Linked DNA regions of Salmo salar: region 1 is linked to region 2. The links are chromatin contacts, called in public Hi-C maps. All regions are on one chromosome and are shown on one strand. Each heading gives the region's core, a stretch centred on a gene start, on an enhancer-like site or on the middle of the called end of the contact. The rest is flanking DNA. Distances are from core to core; before and after follow the strand shown.

Evidence for each region. A called contact is a pair of places that touch in the nucleus more often than the background predicts.
Region 1: a Hi-C map of muscle shows a contact between it and region 2, with 12 times the contacts expected there. The contact joins the promoter of LOC106560613 here to the promoter of LOC106560682 in region 2. A contact is called at or near these places in 3 of 3 Hi-C or Micro-C datasets (blood, gill and muscle).

Annotation. Positions count from the first base shown.
Region 1 is chrssa01:120,833,725-120,840,054 of Ssal_v3.1, reverse strand. LOC106560613 (28S ribosomal protein S36, mitochondrial) reads right to left here and starts at 4,856. Exons shown (of 4, transcript XM_014123662.2): 1 at 4,743-4,856; 2 at 4,419-4,482; 3 at 2,964-3,154; 4 at 329-2,804. The coding sequence starts at 4,772. The coding sequence ends at 2,787.
Region 2 is chrssa01:120,367,593-120,373,964 of Ssal_v3.1, reverse strand. LOC106560682 (AF4/FMR2 family member 1) reads right to left here and starts at 2,561. Exons shown (of 19, transcript XM_014123796.2): 1 at 2,320-2,561. The coding sequence starts at 2,336.

The DNA.
Region 1 (6,330 bases), core at 3,607-6,106, 460 kb before region 2:
AAAACATAACCTCGTCTCCAGGCTATTACGCACAGTACATATAAACCTGTGACATCAACGATTCAAAGAGTGACATTAGAATTCTATGGGAGTGACCTTACTGAGTAAAGTATTTTTTATAATTTAATTTTAGCGAATCACACGACTGTGAGCCGTGGCTCTGTAAACAAAGCTGCACACGACACGTACAGGGGAGCGTTAGGGGGAAGGTGTTGTGGGAGATGATTGATTGGTTGGTAGATTAAGCCTCCCTGTATTTTCTAACGAAGGCCAAGTTTGAGCGTTAGTCCACAAGACTCTTGTGTGCAAGGAATATGAGACTAAATACTAAACTTTTGATTACTTTAATACCCTATAAGCAAATTTGTCCAAATACACAACTTATTCACTTGGGGGACTAGATACAGTGTTTTCCTTTCTAAATGGTAAAACAGATATGTATGAAAATACCTTCAAATAAATAGGTGACATTCTGTATTGTTGCCTCATATGAAACATTTGATCTCAAATCCAAAATGTTGGAGTATAGAGCCAAATAAAACAATTTTGCTTCACTGTCCAAACACATATGGAAGGGAGTATATATATAGTGCCTTCAGAAAGTCTTCACACCTCTTGACTTTTTCCACATTTTGTTGTATTACAAATTGGGATTATAATGGATGTCATTTTTTTGAAAACGATCACAAAATACACAAAATACTCTGTCAAAGTGGAAGAAAAAGTACCCCCACCCTCCAAAATATTACACTAATATACCTGTATCTTGATTAGATAAGTATTCAACCCCCTGAGTCAATACATGTTAGAATCACCTTTGGCAACGATTACAGCTGAGTCTTTCTGGGTAAGTCTCCAAAAGCTTTGCACACCGGTAATGAAAAATATTTGCCCATTATTCTTAAAAAAAAATTGTCAGGTTCTGTCTAGTTGGTTGTTGATCATTGCTCGAAAGCCAATTCCAAGTCTTGCCATAGATTTTCAAGCTGATTTAAGTCAAAACTGAAACCAGGCCACTCAGGAACATTCACTGGTAAGCAACTCCAGTGCCTTCAGAAAGTATTCATACACCTTGACTTATTCCACATTTTATTGTTACAGCCCGAGTTAAAAATGTATTAAATATGATTTTTTTTTATTAACCCATCTACACGCAATTCCCCATAATGACAAAGTGAAAACGTGTTTTTAGAAATGTTTGACATTTTTTGGAAAATGAATTTACATAAATATTCACACCCCCTGAGTTAACTTTGTACAAGCTCGGTCAAGTTGGTTGTTGATCATTGCTAGACAACCATAGATTTTCAAGTAGATTTATGTCAAAACATTTGGCCTTGTGTTTTAGGTTAATGTCCTGCTGAAAAGTGAATTAATCTCCCAATGTCTGGTGGAAAGCAGACTGAACCAGGTTTTCCTCTAGGATTTTGTCTATGCTTAGCTCTATTCTGTTTCTTATTTATAAAAAAAACTCCCCTGCCGATGACAACATGATGCACCACCATTCTTGAAGATATGAAGAGAGGAACTCAGCAATGTATTGGATTTGTCCCAAACATAATGCTTTGTAGATTACTGCATTGTTGCGTTTGGAGCTTGCAAGAATGGCATTTCACTGTACTTGTGCACGTGACATTAAAACTTGTATTAAGGACAAAAAACTAATTTCATTGCCACATTTTTTTGCAGTATTACTTTAGTGCCTTATTGCAAACATGATGCATGTTTTGGAATATTTTTTATTCTGTAGAGGCTTCCTTCTTTTCACACTGTCATTTATGTTAGTATTTTGGAGTAACTACAATGTTGTTGATCCATCCTCAGTTAATCTCTCATATTAGCCATTAAACTCTGTAACCGTTTTAAAATCACCATTGGCCTCATGGTGAAATCCCTGAGCAGTTTCCTTCCTCTGTGGCAACTGAGTTAGAAAGGGCGACTATCTTTGTAGTGACTGGGGGGTATTGATACACCATCCAAAGTGTAAAATTAATAACTGCACCCGCTACCAATTGGTGCTCTTCTTTGCAGACCATAGGAAAACCTTGGTTCGCAAAGTGGAATCTGTGCTTGAAATTCACTGCTCAACTTAGGGATCTTACAGATAATTGTATGTGTGGGGTACAGAGATGTGGTAGTCATTTAAAAATCATGTTAAACACTAATATTGCACACAAGTTGAGTCCATGCAACTTATGTGGATTGTTGAGCACATTTTTACTCCTGAACTTTAGGCTTGCCATAACATGGGTTGACTACTTATTGACTCGAGACAATTAAGCTTTTCATTTGTAACCATTCCTATAAACATAATTCCACTTTCACATTATGGGGTATTGTGTAGATCAGTGAAAACATCTCCATTTAATCCATTTTAAATTCAGGCTGTAACAACAAAATGTGGAAAAAGTGAAGGGGTGAGAATACTTTCTGAAGGCACTGTAGCTGTTATCAGGTAGATAACTGATAGCCATGACAATGGAGGGTTTACAGTTTTTCACTTTACTTTGCATAATACATAGGCTATTAGAAGAAAACTAGACAATGCTTGAATCTGCATACTTCCCATCGCATATCACAATACATTCAAAAAAGCATTTGAGGTTATCAACACTGCTTGAACATAAAAATAAACATTTCAGCGATCTGATCCAACAGGATCTAGAGATAAATGTTTCTTTGTGCATTTTATATTGGAATCTCTGGCAGATATGCTCCTAAAAAGCTATACAGTACTGAGCAAATATCCAGAGAATGGTTTGGCAGGTTATCAGTGAAGATGTCTGTTACTCTGGTCCACCACGCTGTAAAAAAAAAAAATGTAAGAGATGAATACATTGTTGACTGTTACAGCAGAAAAATACTTTAATTTATATCTTCTATGATGACATGTACCTGTAGTGGTATTGTTAAACTCTGAAGCTGGGGTTGAACACCATTGTGGTTGACTGTACATATCTTACCTGGATGTATTCCATCTCCTCTGGAGCAACTATCCTTCTTCGATACCTCTGGGGAAGATCTCTGATAGTTGCAGCGGTATCCGACGTTCCCGGGAGGCGAATCAGGGGTGATGGTGCAGAGGTCATAGGTGAACTATGTGTACCACTGGACTGCTGTGCTGCGGCAACTCCCATTTTCAGCACCTCTTGGACTGAATAGGTTACAATAGGTATAGCCCAGTTTAGACCCCAGTTCTAGTCTTAGAACATATTGCCAGTTATTTGCCGAACCTTGCCTGTGCGGCGATACTTTACCCACTTCTAAAGGAATATGGGTAATCGGTTCTGATTAGGAGATCGTCCAGCAGTGCCCAGGAAATAATTACATCCAATTGTTAGATGCTACCACCCCCCTCCAAATCAAAACCAAACATGGATTTCATGTTATCTTTTCACTTCGCATGCACAGCTGTCTGTGTTTCACACCCGTTTGTCCTAGCTAAATCAACCTTGTAATACGAGCACCATGCTACCGCAGACAGGAAGCAGACAAGAAGTAGAATGAAGCATGTGCATGCAAACATTGACATCCGTGTTTGGTTGTGATTAGGAGAGAGGGTGGTAGCATCTAACAATTGTATTGAATTGTTTCCTGGGCACCCCTCGGCGTGCAAACAACGCATTCTTTATCAGAACGGTCCACCGACCACAGATATGCCTAACAAAAGTGGGAAAAGCGTCGCCAAAAAGGCATAGAAACACAGGTTGGTAAATAAGTTGCACGGTGGGTTATATTGCTAGACGGAGACCCAATCTCTGTCTAGAACCACCAGGCTACAATAGGTATAGGTGGTCACAACCCTGATCCCAGAGGTTGGCTATGGGACATTCTCAATTGGTTTGCTCTACTCTTCTGTCCTCCGTCCTCTCTTCCTTTTGAAAAACATCAAAAGTAACTGAGGGGAGGAGAGAATGTGGAAACAAATGTTTTTGTATTAAATGAGACTCTCCTTAACTTGCGTGTCATCATGCAAATTATGTGTACAGTGATGAAATCCCAAAATATGTGTAAATTAGTATAGATAAAAGGATAAGTAGCATATCATTTTAAAATATGTGCATGCTTTTCTCCTTCGAGTATTCAACAGCTGATTCAAAGGGGGTTTCAAGGTGGAGGACAGTCCTCCATTCGTCTTTTGACATTGACACTCTCCAGGTCAGGGAGGAGTCGAGGACTGACTTTTGTCCAATTGAGATTCTCCCAACGTGCGTAGCTTTTGTTCCAGTCCAGCACTAATACCTGGTTCAACCAACTTGATGAGCAGGTGATTAGCTATATTATGTGTGTTAGTGCTGGACTTGTACAAAAATCTGCACGTGACCAATGGTTTTTACACACTATTTGTTCAAGTATAGGCAAGATGCCTGTCGCATGTCATACTCATATACAGTTTGAGTTGAAGAATTTAAATTTACCATTGGGTCTTGGGTCACTAAGGCGATTAGGAAACTTTATAAGTGGCGAGTGAAGGCGCACAGCCTGGTGGATTAAAATCATAGTTAGGCTACTCATATATTGCGTTTACATTTTCTTGAAATATCATATGAATTAATGATGAGCGAGTAAGAAATGAGTGAATGAAACTAGCTAGCACTACCCTTTCAAACAGTCTACCGACATGCACTGAACTAGAACGAACATTAACGCATTAATTGATAGGCTACAGAATGTGGGATACACAAGCAATACCCTAAATGAAGCAACAAATCTACGTTTTTCTATTCTTAAATATTGTATACCTGCACAATTGCTCTTCCAGCTGCTGCCATCTTTCTTCACCAGCGTCATCATCGTACCTTCAGCAACGCTAACACAGTACTTCCAGGTCACGGAATTTCCGACATTTTCCAAATAAAAGTCCCTCACGTAATCTTCTTCTTCTCTGAGGTTTATTGGCCGACTATACTCATAAGTTGTAATGCCGCCACCTACTGTACGGGATAATAAAAATACACCAAAAACTAAAGATGTTTTGGATGAACAAATCACACTAATTACTTGTTTATATTTTTTTTATTATAAAATATAAACACAAACCAAATTCACGCTCCTACCCTGAATTACACAGGCTCAGGAACCTGGAAGGGGGGGAACCTCTTCATTCAGTACTGGCACCCCCCCTTGGGTTGTGCCGTGGCAGAGATCTTCGTGGGCTATACTCGGCCTTGTCTCAGGATGGTAAGTTGTTGGTTGAAGATATCCCTCTAGTGGTGTGGGGGCTGTGGGATTTCCACAGATTCCCATTGCTTGGAAGTTAGCCATGGTTCGTCCTTTATTTAAAGGGGGATATCAAGCTGATCCTAAATGTTATATGCCTATTTCTATTTTGCCCTGTTTATCAAAAGTGTTGGAAAAACTTGTCAATAATCAACTGACTGGCTATCTTGATGTCTAAAATATTCTCTCTGGTATGCAATCTGGTTTCTGCTCAGGTTATGGATGTGTCATTGTAACCTTAAAGGTCCTCAATGATGTCACCATTGCCCTTGATTCTAACTAATGTTGTGCTGCTATTTTATTGACTTGGCCAAAGCTTTTGATACGGTACACCATTCCATTCTAAGAAGTATTGGTGTCTCTGAGGGGTCTTTGGCCTGGTTTGCTAACTATCTCTCTAAAAGAGGGCAGTGCATAAAGTCAGAACATCTGCTGTCTCAGCCACTGCCTGTCACCAAGGGAGTACCCCAAGGCTCGATCCTAGGCCCCACGCTCTTCTCAATGTACATCAACAACATTGCTCAGGCAGTAGGAAGCTCTCTCATCCATTTTTATATGCAGATTTACATTTACATTTACGTCATTTAGCAGACGCTCTTATCCAGAGCGACTTACAAATTGGATGATACAGTCTTATACTCAGCTGGCCCCTCCCCGGATTTTGTGTTAAACGCTCTACAACAAAGCTTTCTTAGTGTCCAACAAGCTTTCTCTACCCTTAACCTTGTTCTGAACACCTCCAAAACAAAGGTCATGTGGTTTGGTAAGAAGAATGCCCCTCTCCCCACAGGTGTGATTACTACCTCTGGGGGTTTAGAGCTTGAGATAGTCACCTCATACAAGTACTTGGGAGTATGGCTAGACGGTACACTGTCCTTCTCTCAGCACATATCAAAGCTGCAGGCTCCAGTTAAATCTAGACTTGGTTTCCTCTATCGTAATTGCTCCTCTTTCACCCCAGCTGCCAAACTAACCCTGATTCAGATGACCATCCTACCCATGCTAGATTACAGAGACATAATTTATATATCGGCAGATAAGGATCCTCTCGAGTGACTAGATGTTCTTTACCATTCGGCCATCAGATTTGTCACCAATGCTCCTTATAGG
Region 2 (6,372 bases), core at 1,312-3,811:
GGGTCATTCCTGAGAGCTAGGCCTACTTCTACAGCCATCCAACCCATAGATGGATGGCTATAGATTTTATGTGTAGTTCCTGGCTTTTCAGACGGGATGCAAGAATGAGCCTAAAGTTACAAAAATGTAGGCCTATAGCACAACATTGCACAAGACCAATGTCTGCATGACATCAGTAAAATGCAAACTGCATACTAGCTTAGGCCTACAGGCAGAACTTTCGCAGGCGTCTGGAAAGAAATTCCTTCAAACCACAAAAGTGGGATGATGGCAGGCTTTTAGCTTTATAGGAGGCACAAGGCTTTCTGTAACAGCAGCATACCAGCCTCCATTAAAGAGAAGGGCTGTGAGATGAGTGGAGCAGGGACACATACCTTCCCCTGCAATGGAGAAAGGTCAACATGTGGGTTACCCTGTATCATTAGGCTACTCAGAACTCACAGACTAATATAGATTGGAGGTGGTGAAAAGATTTTCAGGCACTGATGGTAAACACAATGGAAGTGAAATCCAAAACTGTATTAATTGGCTATGTCATAGCTAATTTCTAAAGATAAATATTGGCATATTACGAGCAAAAAATATTTGTATCTGCTATATGACAAGTTATTCAGTGGGTGATGAGGATTTCAGATAAAAAGTGGGGGGGCCAAAAACATAAATTGCCCCCCTAATCTAAAAGTGGTAGCGGCACAGCCTGTCCTATGGCTCAGCTCTCACACACACACCAGCTCCTGACTAATCAAATCGGACTGAATCGTCGTTCAAAATAAAAGTGTATCGTTCCAGCATCGTGTCAGAGCCCATGTATCTAGATGTGTATTGAATCATGCTTGTAAGGAGAGATGCACATCCCTACACTATACCAATTTTGCCATCCTTCTTAGTATTGTGGCAAGGAAACAAAACATGAATCTGATTTAACTTTTTAGGAAAACAGTCCTAATGTTGGAAACAAACATGTCATCCACAGTCACATTTATTTATTTCCCAAACTATATCACACAATATTGTACATACAGGAGGACTTTCCTGCTTCATGTTTTCGTTTTTGTCATGGAAAAACATTGATACTGGTATGTCACAGCCCAAACTAGTAGGCTAGTTATCTTGGGCTACACACCTTTAGGTTTAGCTTCATGAGCAGACATCAGCTGGCTAAAATAGTTTCTTCCAGTAGACAGGTCTAATGCCAAAGCAGTAGACCAATTTAACTTTCATGAACACAAACAGGGATGTACTTCTGTGAATATTATTAACTCCTGTTTTGAGGTCAGTGTTGTGACACTGAGTGACAGAGCCTCGCTTGTTATTCATCTCAAACCTGATATTCAAAGTTGCTGATTATCTTCAAAGATTGCTAGAAACGTACAATTAACGGGCACAATGTTAACTTGCATTCCTTCCTTTCCCTGAGTTTGGGGCAATGGGCTTTATTGGAAAACAAACCGGTTGGGAAAATGTTTTCAATTGAGGCCGTTGTAAAAGGCTGTTCATGCGCAGGAGGCGTAGCTAACTAGTCGCCATCTTCAATCTCCTGGTTAGCAAGTTTGATTGAATGTAGCTACACTAGTTTTTCTGTAAAACGTTTTACTACGGTTAACGGTACCTAGCTATTAGCTAATATCAGGTTAATCCACAACAGTTAGCTAAAGTAGTTAGCTATTACAGCATGCGAACTGCTAGATACAGTAAGAGTTAGCTAGGCATCGATTTATCTAACCAATTATTTCCATCTGACACTTACTACGAGTGTGAGCTAGCTGTCTAACTAGCAACTACATTCATGTGAAACAGTTAGCTCGTTTAAACTCACAGGACCACACGTTAAATTACATAACGTAGCTAGCTAACGTTAATGGGCAGTTATTCTACTAAACAGTGTTATCCAAAATAGTTGTTAGTAAACTACACTTAATTGAAATACGATGGGATGTTTTGAAGTTAACGTTAGCCGATAAGGCTGGGAGCTAACTAACGTTAGCTACCTAACGTTAGTTATATAAACACACACTGATGTCGTCGATTAACTGGTTCGAAGTGGCACAAGCTTGCTAACTACAACACACTACACAGCTGTGGTGAGCAGTAATTCCAGGTGATTCCACCAAAAACGGTATGGTAGCGCAGTTTTATTACGTTAAACTGATAACTTTTACAACAAGCCTCTAGCTACATCCAAACGTAAATATCAAAGTAACATGCCAAAATTCAACTTTTAGACTAGCTGCTCTTCTTAGTGTGCGCGCGGTGCTGTTTAAATTGATTGACCTAGCTTGCTAGTTCGTAGACTAGCTAACATTATCGTTGTCTGCTTACCTTGAGCGAGCTGCCATGGTGCTCCTCAAAAACTAAATTTCAAGTTGCTTGCCATGTGTTTCTGACAATCCGTGATTGGATAACCTTCTCTTGATTACATTGTTTACCAGTCAAATACCATTGTATTCTTTAAATAACTGTCAATAATGTGTTATTTGATCGTTATCTGCTAACAGCGACCGCTGTGAAGCAAGCAAGAATAACTATGTACTTCCGGGTCACGGATTATTCTTTGGGAATTTGGTTGGCGGATCGCATCCTACTTTTAGGTGCATACAGCGCCACCTACTGTACTGGCGTGTGAGACCAATCATGCCCTACCTACATTATATTTTAGATACAATAATGCAAAATTGGGGAAAATTCAAATTACCCTACCACCTACTAGCCCTCTCAACAACAACAAAAAACACCACCCATCCACTATTTAACCCTACCTAGTCCTACTCCAGACCAACGGTCTGAGAGGACATATCACTACCACTCAACACCCCCTGCAGCTGTTTTATTTTAGCAATCCCAAGTACTTCTCTGCCGCTTCCACCACAACCTCTGTTTTCTGTCTTTCCATCCATTTCTGCAGTACAACTGACAACCATGGCTATAAATGCTAAAAAATTAAAAAAATAACACCTTACTGAAGCACATTTTCTTCCCATCACCCTCTCTTGATCTCTGCCTACTCACAGGAATCCTCTAAGGATCCTTCACTCTGTAGCCATCTTCCTCTACCACTCTCTTCACTGCTTCGGCATATGACACTCTCTGTACTACTCTAACCCTGGCAACCTCAATCTGCCTTTCTCTCACCGGACACCTCCGATCTCCAGCCTCATTATCACCCCCACAACTAACACACACAACTTTCTCCACTGATATAACTCCTTTCAACTGCACCCTGCTCTGGAGAGCAAAGCACAATTATTGTCCCTAATCTCATAATCCGCAGCGCCCTCTCCCTCTGAGCGGAGGAAACACACTCTGAGTTACCTTCACCAACAAAACAGTCCCCAACTTCTCCTCTACCCAACCTGACACCACATATAGATCAACCAAACAGCAAGGATCCATTCTCTCTACAAATCTCACTCCCACTGGGCCAAAATCATCCTTATCATCCTTGGGACGAGCATCCTTGGGACGAGGCCCGAATTTGGTGATCCTTGCCGCAGGTACTTCACCCTCACGCTCAACAAGTTCCATCTCTGAACTACTGGAGCACCTATCCCTGTTTTTGCACTAGACGCCCACCTTCCTCACCTCACTACTACATTCAACTTCTTCTCAGCAGTCATCACTGCACCTGACACCACATTTAATTCCTCCTCCTCATCCTGTTCCATTTCCTCCTCAAGCTCTTCCAAAAGTTCTGTGCAATCCTCCATTCCATATTCACTCAAAAAATATTCCATGTATCTCCTTTTTTTCTTGTCCATCATCTTCTCCTTCACCAGATCTTTCAGAAGGCTGGTGTAATCCCCCACTCCATGTTTGGGTCACAGATTTTTGGAATCCTTCAGAATGAGAGTTCCATCCTGTAAATAAAATAAAATGGTATTTCTCACATGCTTTGTAAACAGCAAGTATAGACTAACAGTGAAATGCTTACTCACTGGTATTTTCCAACAGTACAGAGTTAAAGATACTCAGTTGAGTATCTTACCTAGTTATTTTCTGATGATCTCATTTGGCTCTTTTGGCAAGTATGTGTGTGCTTCCCATCACAGTTCGCTCTTATCTCTGTATGTTTACAGACACTCCCCACCCCATGTCTGCAACCCTTATACTTTAGTGTACTGTGCTCATACAACCCATGTGGAACTCCTAGTCTCCAGCAGCATTTGGAACTGCCGACCTGCGGTCAAAAAGGCTGAGTTCATCTCAGTCTATATTGCCCTTCAGTCCCTACACTTTCTGGCCCTGACAGAGACATGGACATGGATTACCCCAGAGGACACTGCTACTCCAGCTGCTCTCTTGTCATTTGACTATGTGTTCTCTCATAGTCTGAGAGTATCTGGTGGTAGCAGTTGTGGCACAGGGATACTCATTTCTCCTAAGTGGAGATTTTCTCTTTTCCGCCTGTCACCTGTCTATGTCCTCATTTAAATTCCATACAGTCACTGTCACTTGTCCCTCAAGCTTAACATTGTTGTCATCCATCGCCCACCAGGTGCCCTTGGAGAGTTCCTCAATGAGCCTGACACCTTGACAAGCTGATTTCCCGACGATGGCTCATTGTACTGGGTGAATATAACCTCCTAACACCTAACTTAAATTAATTTCTTTCCACCTCTTTCTTTCCACTTCTTTCCTATTTTGATTTCACCCTTTCCCAGTCACCTTCCACTCACAAGGTAGGCAATACACTTGACCTCATTTTCACTAGAGGCTGTTCGCCTACTAATCTCACTGCAACCCCCCTCTATGTCTCTGATCACTACTTTGTTTAATTTTCTCCCCATCTCTCCTCCAATCCTACCCACTCAGCCCCTACCTAGATGTTCTCTACCACTACTCTCTCCTCTTCTACGCAAGCCTACCAGACAAGTTGAATGCCTTTTATGCTCGCTTCGAGGCAAGCAGTACTGAAGCATACATGAGAGCACCAGTTGTTCTGGATGACTGTGTGATAGCGCTCTCGGTAGCCGATGTAAACAAAACCTTTAAACAGTTTAACAAAGCATGCGCGAACCAACTGTCAAGTGTCTTCACTGACATTTTCAACCTCTCCCTGACCGAGTCTGTAATACCTACATGTTTCAAGCAGACCATCATTGTCCCTGTGCCCAAGGAAGCAAAGGTAACTTGCCTAAATGATTACCGCCCTGTAGCAATCAGGTCGGTAGCCATGAAGTGCTATGAAAGGCTGGTCATGGCTCACATCAATGGCATCTTCCCGGATACCCTAGACCCACTCCAATTCGCATACCGCCCCAACAGATCCACAGATGACGCAATCTCAATCGAACTCCACACTGCCCTTTCCCACCTGGACAGAAGGAACACTTTCCATGCTGTCACAGTCACTAGCCCATTCAAGCTTAACCTGTTTAGGATAGCGGGCAGTATTTTCACGGCCGGATAAAAAACGTACCCGATTTAATCTGGTTATTAGTCCTGCCCAGAAACTAGAATATGCATATAATTGTTTGATTTGGATAGAAAACACCCTAACGTTTCTAAAACTGTTTGAATGGTGTCTGTGAGTATAACAGAACTCATATGGCAGGCCAAAACCTGAGAAGATTCCATACAGGAAGTGCCCTCTCTGACCATTTCTTGGCCTTCTATAGCCTCTTTATCGAAAACAGAGGATCTCTGCTGTAACATGACATTTTCTAAGGCTCCCATAGGCTCTCAGAAGGCGCCAGAACGGGGAATGATGACTCTGCAGTCCCTGGGCGAAAAACAGTAGGGCTTTTGGAAAGTGGTCGTTCTGAGAACAATGACACGGGCGTGCGCGTGCATGTGAAGACTTTTCTATTTTCAGTGTTTGAATGAAAACAAGGTCTCCCGGTCTGAATATTATCGCTATTCTACGAGAAAAAACGCATAAAAATAGATTTTAAACAGCGTTTGACATGCTTCGAAGTACGGTAATGGAATATTTTTAATGTTTTTGTCACGATATGCGCCGGCACATCACCCTTCAGATAGTGTCTTGAACACAAGAACAAAACTGACCTATTTGGACATAACTATGGATTATTTGGAACCAAAACAACATTGGGTGTTGAAGTAGAAGTCCTGGGAGTGCATTCTGACGAAGAACAGCAAAGGTAATCCAATTTTTCTTATAGTAAATCTGAGTTTGGTGAGTGCCAAACTTGGTGGGTGTCAAAATAGCTAGCCATGATGGCCAGGCTATCTACTCAGAATATTGCAAAATGTGATTTCATCAAAAAGCTATTTTAAAATCGGACACTGCAATTGCATAAAGGAGTTCTGTATCTATAATTCTTAAAATAATTGTTATGTTTTTTTGTCAACGTTTATCGTGAGTAATTTAGTAAATTCACCGGAAGTTTTCGGTGGCTATGCTAGTTCTGA